Regions from separate parts of the Mus musculus genome. Here region 1 is linked to region 2. The links are chromatin contacts, called in public promoter capture Hi-C maps. All regions are on one chromosome and are shown on one strand. Each heading gives the region's core, a stretch centred on a gene start, on an enhancer-like site or on the middle of the called end of the contact. The rest is flanking DNA. Distances are from core to core; before and after follow the strand shown.

What was found. Capture Hi-C pulls out chosen DNA fragments and counts their contacts.
Region 1: a contact with region 2 is called in a promoter capture Hi-C map of liver. The contact joins the promoter of Txk here to the promoter of Corin in region 2. A contact is called at or near these places in 2 of 39 promoter capture datasets (frontonasal cranial neural crest and hippocampal neurons), 11 of 484 Hi-C or Micro-C datasets (the Ba/F3 cell line, cerebellar granule neurons, cerebellum and 6 more), 2 of 115 datasets of contacts at active chromatin or transcription factors (T-cell acute lymphoblastic leukemia and astrocytes) and 1 of 9 other capture datasets (liver).

What each region holds. Positions count from the first base shown.
Region 1 is chr5:72,750,641-72,755,445 of GRCm38.p6, forward strand. Txk (TXK tyrosine kinase) reads right to left here and starts at 2,137. Exons shown (of 15, transcript NM_001122754.2): 1 at 2,039-2,137. The coding sequence starts at 2,054.
Region 2 is chr5:72,502,590-72,506,897 of GRCm38.p6, forward strand. Corin (corin, serine peptidase) reads right to left here and starts at 1,619. Exons shown (of 22, transcript NM_016869.3): 1 at 1,293-1,619. The coding sequence starts at 1,559.

The DNA.
Region 1 (4,805 bases), core at 887-3,386, 250 kb after region 2:
CAGCCTAAAGGATGCCTATCCCAGCTACCCGGCTTATCCTCATATTAATTACAGTAATAATGGTCCATTAGCTTTGCAGGGCTGGTATGAGAGTACTCTGGGAATGGAGAGGCCCTGGAAATACAGTGCAATCAAAGTTTCTTACTGTACCCTCAGATCAAATGATGATAATGAACCTAGAAACCTGCATTTAAGCAGAACCCCCAGGCATGTATCAGGCAAACTGGACCATAAGATTACACACACACACACACACACACACACACACACACACATATATATACATATACACATATATATACATACATATGTGTATATATATGTATATATATGAAACATTTTTATATGGTTTTTCTTTCCACAAACAATAGATTAAAAGCATTCAAGAAGAGGTGAAAGGGAGAAATTTCTAATCCTTAGCTGCTGTACTGGGATCTTGCCATCTAAGTAAATGTCTGAGTTTGCTCTCACGGTAACTTAGCTGCCAAACACACTGGCAATTCCAACACTTCACAAATGTAACCTCACTGGAGGAGTGTCTTGGACCCTGTTCAGAGGCCACCATCATTCCTTTATGATCAAAACCCCACTCTATACAACTACCTCCTCTTCCCTTCCAGCAGCCTGTGACTCCAGGTCACCATGGCAGCCCCTTGAACAGTCAATGTGTTTGGCGCATACAAATAAGCATCCTTAAGTTTAAAACACCCTGGAGGGCACTTGGTGGTGCCTTGTCAATGGCGAATACTCATTATTTCACGCAGAAGAAAATGGAGTGGTTTAGCTATGGCTCATGGCAGAAGGACACAGACAGACAGACAGACAGACAGACACTGGATGGTACAGGGACATTGCATTAAAACCATTCCTCCCCCCCCAGGCCACGGGGAAATCTAAGACCCCATAGATAAGTAGTCTCCCACTTCATCCCTAGACAGCCTCTGCATCTACTTGCCTTACACGTAGCTGAGCCTTTCCTGTCATAACACATGGCCTTCCTTCCCCTGGTTCTGATCTCATGAGAAACAATCAAAGCCTTTAAAAGTCCATATTCTGCATCTGCTCAACATTATTCTGCCCTTGGGGAGGTGGGGACTCGTGACAATTCTTTGTATCTTTTTCTGTCTTGAGCTGCTTGGCCTATTTCTGATAACAAGAAACCTTTTTGTTGCTGTTGCTGTTGTTGTTGTTATTGTCTTGTTTTGTTCTTAGTGAATCAAACTGTAAATCATATTCAGGAAGGCACAACAAAAATAGCATTTGATTATTTTTATAAATCCTACCAATGTCTGGAGGTCCTAATAACGTGCTGTGGCTTAAAGAGATATGTAAAATTCGGTCAGTTTTTTCCTACTGCCAGCTAAAAATAAATCAGAATTCTGGCCTAATCTAGAATGACTAAGTTCTACTGATGTTTGATTCCCAGGGCATCTAGAATTAAAATCAGAGATCGTCTTTTTTTTTTCCTTTCCTAAACCCCTATACATAATTAGCCTCTCTTGAGTCTTAACTGTGGAGTGCTTCCAAAAATCGTCTTGAAGTCTTTCAAAGCAACTCTCAGATTAGTTGATGTGCTTGCCAGCTTTGCCCACTGTTTACTTGTGACGGCTATAGGAGGAGGCAGAAAGGGAGCGCTCACACTGTAGACTTGTTCATCCAACCGAGGTGCCAATGGGAACCTGTCAAAGCTGAGGCTAAACCAGAAAAGTCTGATCTCTTCACCCTCAACTCTGAGTTCATTATCATTCAAAAAACAAACATATCCCATCACACTGACCGAATTTCCACACATGCTAAGTACACAACTTTTTTTTTTTTTGCTATTGTCATCTGTATTCTCAATTCTCAAGTATATAATTTTATCAAGAGGCAGTGGACATTTAACTAAGCCACAAAATCCTGTCACTACATCTGAAGAAATCATCTTTAGGATTTCACAAATTCCTTGTTTTAGCAAAACCCACTCCTAGGGGTCACCAGTAGGCAACACACCCATAAACACGCTGTGACATTAAATGGTAAAGCCCATCTTACTCACAAGAGGACAGGATCATGGCGACCCTGCTTGCTGGCCATACACAGAAGCCTTGGTTCTTCAGCTCTGTTCCACTCACGGTAACACATCTTTCAACTGAAAGCATAGTTGTTGGCCTGTGACGTTTCTCACAGGCAAAGTTTACCCCACCTAATTTCCTGTTCTGAAAACCTCAAGAGTGTGTGAATGACAACCCAGTGGCCTACATAAGAAACTTCAGAGCTCTGTATCCAGATCTGAAGTGTTAGCACTTCCTTATACCTACGCTGTGGGTGTGTCTAGAAAACACTTTGAAGAAATCACAGAATTTCGGTAAAAGGGGCCTTCATAGTAGTCAACTTAAACTGTCTTCCCTGTGCTGATACTGGAATAAAGGACCATACAAGAAGAAATTTTACTTACTGGAGGGCTCATAGTGGTACAGGGAAAATCGACTTCTAGGATCATGAATATCCAAACTAGGATGTTTGGCCCTCTGATTTAGGACTGACTCTAAAGACTTGGTTTGGGATTAGGGGAGAATCTAAAGATCTGTTTTAAAAACTGGCTGAAGCTAGGTGTGGTGGCAAAAGTCTTTAATCCCAGCACTCTGGGAGGCAGAGGCGAGTGAGTTCAAGGCCAGCCTGGTCTACATAGAGTTCCAGGACAGCCAGGGTTACATAGAGAAACCTTGACAGACAGAGAGAAAGACAGAGACAGAGAGACAGACAGAGATACAGACAGAGACAGGAGAGGCAGAGAGACAGACAGACAGACAGACAGAGACAGAGAGACAGAAAGACAGGGACAGAGAAAAGAAAAGATTTAGCCTCAGCTTTGACAGGTTCCCATTGGCACCTCGGTTGGATGAACAAGTCTACAGCGTGAGCGCTCCCTTTCATTTGTTCTGTTTTCCCATAGGAAGCATTTGTATGGGCTATGGAAATGGCTCAGTGAGCAAAGTGTTTGACACTGAAGTATAAGGACCCAAGTTCAGAGCCAGAAAAGTTACATAATTGACAAGAGAGCACGGTCTCCCACCAGTAAACCAAGTGCTTGGGAGATGGAGACAAGAGATCCTGAGGGCAAACTGGCTAGCTAGACCAGCCAAATCAGCCAGCTCTGAGTTCAATGAGAGATTCTACCTCACTACACAAGGTGGAAAGCAATCGAAGAAAACACACAGCATCAACTCTAGCCCCCATATGCACACAGGCACATATGCACACATACACACATGTATCCTGCCCCCTGAGACCTACATGTGATAAGAAAGAGTATTTCAAATTGTTCACACAGGAACTCAACCTTCTTGTAACTTTCCTGAGCACACCCTGGTTCCTTTCACAGCTCATCCAGATAAAAGGAGAAGATAGGTGGGGCCTATCTTAGCAATAATAGTAAGGCATGCCTGCATATCACCAGCTGCTTGAAGGAGTTGATTAAAAAGTGTGTATGGTTTTGTGATGTGGGGAGTTGGAAGGAATATGGCACATTATGATGAGAATATTTCATTTTTTTATCCATTATAAAAGGAATGAGCTTAGCCTTCGGCCCAACCTTCAATATGGCGGCACAGACTCTTAACCAAATCGGTGGTTCTCCATGGTCAGAGGGAAGTCAGCAGCCAGCTCCAGTCTGTGTGCTCACCACATGCTCCAGGGTGGGAGGGATTACAGGGGCTACTGATATGGGAAGGGGGAGCTCTCAAATACCAAGAACAGTGTGTTGGATAGGAAATGGTTTCTACTGATGGGAACATGTGGGGCAACGGGCTACGCAGAGACAGCCTGGTCTCCAATCGAGCTTAGGTCTTGAACCTTGGTGGGACCCAGAGGGTGGTAATTTCCACCTACATGGGACAGAAGACGTTTCATCATGTCTCCTGGACCCCTGACTCCTGTCAAAGTTACAGCCCCCACAGGAGAGGCACATGCTATCAGTCTCGTAGGAACAGCACCAAGCCTTTCCACATGCAAATAAGGTTTCCCCCAAACTCTCAGTCCAAGCCAATGAGAGGTACCCGCTGTCGAACCCTGAATCACCCCCAGTACTGTATATAAATCCATTCAGGGAATTAAAGGTACGTGAGAACTACTTCTTCCTCTGAGTCTTTTGTTCCAAAAGCTGTATGTAACACTTGGGAAGAGATCTTCTCTCCCGAAGAGCCACCTGAGGTCCCGCCCCACTCCTCACTGGATAGTCGGCTTCTCATTGGCTCAGCCCCACTCCACTCAGTTCAGATTGGCTTGGAGTTACTGAGCGACCTGGAAGGCACAGCAGAGACTTCGTCTCCCTGCCTGCACTCACTTCCCTACACTGGAACCCTCGTACCAGGCCTGGACAGGGATCTCTGTGGAAAACCTCTGGCACCCACAAGAACTGGGTTAGCTTCTTCTCCTGAAGCTCGTGAGGAAAAGGAAACTGCAAGCGAAATTCACTGAGAGAAACTGGACATCAGGGCCTGGTGCAGGGTTGGGATGGAGACTTTCACTAATCCAGGGATCCAAGTCCAACCAGGCTTCTTGAAAAACACATGGCAGCTTGGAACACTTTCTCCCTAGTTCCTTTGGCAGCATCCTGGACTCCCACAGATAAGCCATTCTGGGGACCTAGTTGGATTATATACCACTTGGTTCTAACACCTCTGGTCCAGAGCCTAGCACTTCAACAGGAGCATCTTCAATGTCCTGGAAACATTCTTAGGACTTTGGAATTACTTAATTCTGACATGAAAATTCCTACCTAATTCTAATCAGCTCTGACCACAATGCTCAGGTCAGATAGTTCA
Region 2 (4,308 bases), core at 369-2,868:
TCCTATCCCATATGGAACTTTCTGGAACGCCTCCCCCCCCCCCCCGCGCCCGCACACACACACACACACACACACACACACACACACACACACACACAAAAGCTTCACAGATCCCTGAGGATTAAGTTATTCCAAGTTCCACTCACCCTAAAGATACTTCATACAATAAAACCTCTTGTCGTCATCAGGAGGAGTCTGCAGGTCCTAACTGCTCAGCTGAGCATCTACGCAGACATCAACCCCGGGCCTCTGGTTACAGAAACTGATTTTGAGTGTCATCTCATACAAAACTAGTGGGTATCGGGGACCGATGAGTGTTGGTAGTATCCTGACTGACACACCCCCAAAAGCCTAGTTGTTGTTTGTTTGGGAGGTTTGCCAACATGTTAGCAGCACTTCTAACTTCAAAATTCTGCCAAAATGAACCCTGAAACAGCAAGCAGCAGTGAGTCCTAGCTTGGCTCCCTTATCCGGTAGTACTCTGGTGTTCTCTGGTGTTCTCTTGCGGACTTTCGCGTCCATCAGTAGATTCCTTCCTATCCTAAAAATGGAAACTATAAACTATAAAGCACAGACATGGACATAGAGACCCTTGGAGCCTGGTTCTGTGAGCCTTGGCAGCACGAAGTTCTGAGAAGTTTCAGTGAGAGGGGATTGCTGGGACTACTTGCCTGAGAATCTGGAAACTGAGTCCCCACCTCGGTCCCCAAAATGGGAAGCTGCGCAAAGCGCGCCCACTGCTCTCCCGCCTCTAGAGCTCCGGCCCAGAAGTCCCGCACTGAGTTCAGGCAGAACCTTCCAGGACACCGCCTCGGGATGCCTTCCTAACTACCCCTCTCTCCCTTGCTGACACTGACTGATTCTGGCCCGCCTATGCGCAGCTGATTCCAAGACCCTAAGGACGCAGCAGATAAGGATGGCTGCAACCTAGACTGGGTTTCCCGAGGCTCAGGTCAGGGGGACCCTCGGCAGTGCCCTTCCTTTTTCTCTGCAGATTGTGGCAGGAAGGCTAATACTTCCCAGGACTGCGGGAGGAAAACCGTCCCAAACCCTAGCAGCTCCAAACCCGCGCCGCAAACCGCAGACAGTGCTCGGTGCGCCCGGGACGGGTACCTGTCCCAGAGTAAGTTCGCGAGCAGGGGACCCGGGCGTTTCCAGCTCTGAGTTGTGCGGTGCCAAGGCATAGGGCCATCCGGGGGCATTGACTGATCCCCAGTGGGAGAAGCTACTACAAATGGGATCTAGTCACGGAGCTAGTAGCAAGGGCGCGCGCAGTAGGGATGCAGGCTTACGTCTGGAGCAGGCGGGGCTCCAAAGCAATCCTTCCAGCTGCCGGGAGCCTGGAACTTGGACCCGGAGAGGAAGCCACGGGTCCCCAAGGGGCCGGGTCCGACGGCTCCACCTGCAGTCTCCCCCGGAACCCCCGCGCAGCCAAGACCGTTCAGTGCACGGAGGGCGGTGGTTGGAGGGACTCTGCAGGAGAGGTAGCATCGCCCAGGACAAGAGCAGCGGGCTCTCCGCACGGAGCTGACCCGAACGCTGAAGGAAACCCTGCCCATGACTGCCAGCGTCTCCGACGCCAAGCCACAGGAGTGAGGGACCGTCTGCCTGGGGACTAGAACGAGCCACTGAGAAGTCTGTGCTCACTGACCTACGGACGGGAAGGAGGTGGCACCCGATGAAAGGAGGAAGGGACAGGGAGAAAAAAGGTTGACTCTGAAGTCACCAGGACTCAGGCCACGCGACCTGTGTGCTGGAGGAGCGAGGAGGGTGGATCTTACCCTCTTTGGGGCGTCAGCTCGGCGGCTGTACTCCTCCGGAGCAAGGGCGGGGGGCCGTTTCGTGAACATATCTTTCTCCTCTGTCCACTCTTATCTCGGTCGCTTTTCTCTGCTCTATGGATCTCGAGGAGAGGCACTACGGGTGTCTTTCTCCTCACTCGGAGTGAAGTTATACTCAGGGGATTGGAGCCCCATATTTTGTCTGCTGGGCAGACCCCACCCGCAGACCACTCCCTCCCTTCACTCACGTCTCTGGGTCCTACCCATAACCCTTAATGAGACAGTTCCTCCATACCCACCCCAGCCTTCAAAAAAGTTATTTTTCTATGGCAGATGGAGAGCCAAGAGTCTACTGCCCCCATCCTCCACACCAGGGAAAAAACAAACAAACCAACCCTTCAACTATGGGGCAGCAGCTTTTGGCCTTTGCTGCTTTGTTGAGGGCAGAACTTTGTTGAGCAGTGTAAAGGGCTGCTCTCTTCCGAACTCTCATTATCACATCTAGAACAGTCTATCCCCTCATACAGGATTCTAGCCAGGCAAGTATCAAAATGAATGTCTTCAGACACTAGCGATCCAATGACAAGTTTGTTGTGTTCGAAAAGATGTCAGGTTTCGAAGGCAGGCATTATTCGTGTTACACAAATTGCAAATCTGTCTTCTGCTACAAGTTTAGGGGGGGAAACGGCGTTGCTGTTTGAGCTTCATGGGCTAGGAGAACTCGGGCCTGCGATTGTCTGACAAGAACCTGCCCAGGCTGAAATCAGGGGCCAGCAAATTCGCGCCCATCAGACAGGGAGCTGCATTCTAATAGCGTCAAGGAAAGCAGTGTAGACATTCCAAAGCAAAGGTTGCATTGAAGCCCAAGACAATTCTTAAATATTTATCGAAAATTGAAAAAAAAAACCGCCAAGGATAACAAAAATTTAAGTTTTCTTAAACGTGAGTTTTAAATGCATTTTTAATCAAAATTTTCAAAATTTCAATAATTATTCAAGGTTATACTGTAGCCCATCTCCACTAGAGAAGGCTACATATAGTAAGCAGACAATAAGACCTTGAGTATCATTGTGTGGACAAAGGCACATTTGTACGAGTGGAAGGAAGTGGTAATGGGTACTTTGCTTCCGAAAAGACATGGAGTGTGGGAATATCATCTATGTGTCGTTAAAGACGAGGGACACTTGACCTCAAGTTATTCCAGCATCAGTGAGGCATGCCATTTCTAACAAGGGTTTCACAATTCACAAACCTGAGTGTTCCAGCATGCCGGGCTCTGCACTAAGCATTTTGCACATACCCTCTTTAACTTAGAGATGAGAGGCAACTGGCATAACCCGCTGAGGTCATTTGGTAGGCAGTGACCTGACACTCCCCAGAGATGGTGGCATTTTGTGACTGAGTTCTGACTGAGACACTGCCTCAGCGCACACCACCACCCACAGGAACCCCATCTGAGAACCCAGAGCCCAGGAGACACATTTGCCAACTCCACCCTGAAGGCCAGAGTTAAGCAGTCTGTGATGGAACAGTGGGTGTACGTTCACCCATCTTGAAGGCTCAGTTGAGTTTCTTTCATTTCAGAGTTCTGCCCTCTGGTGGAGATGATGCAGGAACTATAAACCTGAAATAGCTAAGTAGATTCTTCATGGTGTTCCTGGCTCTTCTATGTTGGGTTCCTAAGGCTGACTGTACTGAGAAGGTGAACGCTCCGAATACCTCCTCCTAATAGCTGCAGCTGCTGTGAGTATCAGAACCAGTAGTCGAGGTACTTTACGCTGCTGGGAGCCCAGTATAAGAAATGAGAATGAACATCTATGTTTAGACTTTGTAATTTTTAATACTGTAAGAAAACAAACATGTCTTATTTTCAAGTTAATTTAATTATGAAGTGTACTCATGGTGATCTTTTTAATGATCATTGTGAAATTATTCTTTTTAAAAAATCATGTCACATACTTAAACTTATATTATGAGAGCTGTGGTTGTTAGCTTTGCTAGGCAAGTGCTAGCCCCTCAGTTTATTAAAACATTAGTAATCACTGTCCATGTCTTAAAATACTCTTAATTTTACAAAAATTAACATCTCTGGTACCATTCTGGACGTTTTATTGTCTATCATTTCAGGCATATATCAAACTATTCATATATTTATAATAAAAACCAAAAACATTAGAGAGATTTATGGGGATTACTGACAAAATACCCATGTGTGTGTTAGTCATAGAAATAATTTTCTGTGCCTTCCTCTTCTTTGACTTGGTCATAAGAATAAACAAAACCCTTCCTTAAAATTAAGGCTCTCACAGCAAGAAGAATGTTTTGGTGTGCCATTTTGAGGTATGCAGACTATAGATAAGAATTATATACTGCATATCTCAAAATGTTAAAACAAATGATTCTGATAGTTTTTTTTTTAAAAAGAGACTTACAGAAAATTAACTTAAAGAAATATGCCTCTAGACTGGGTGATCTTTTTTACAGAGTGACGTTTGGCCATGACATAACTATAGGTCAAATTAGACCT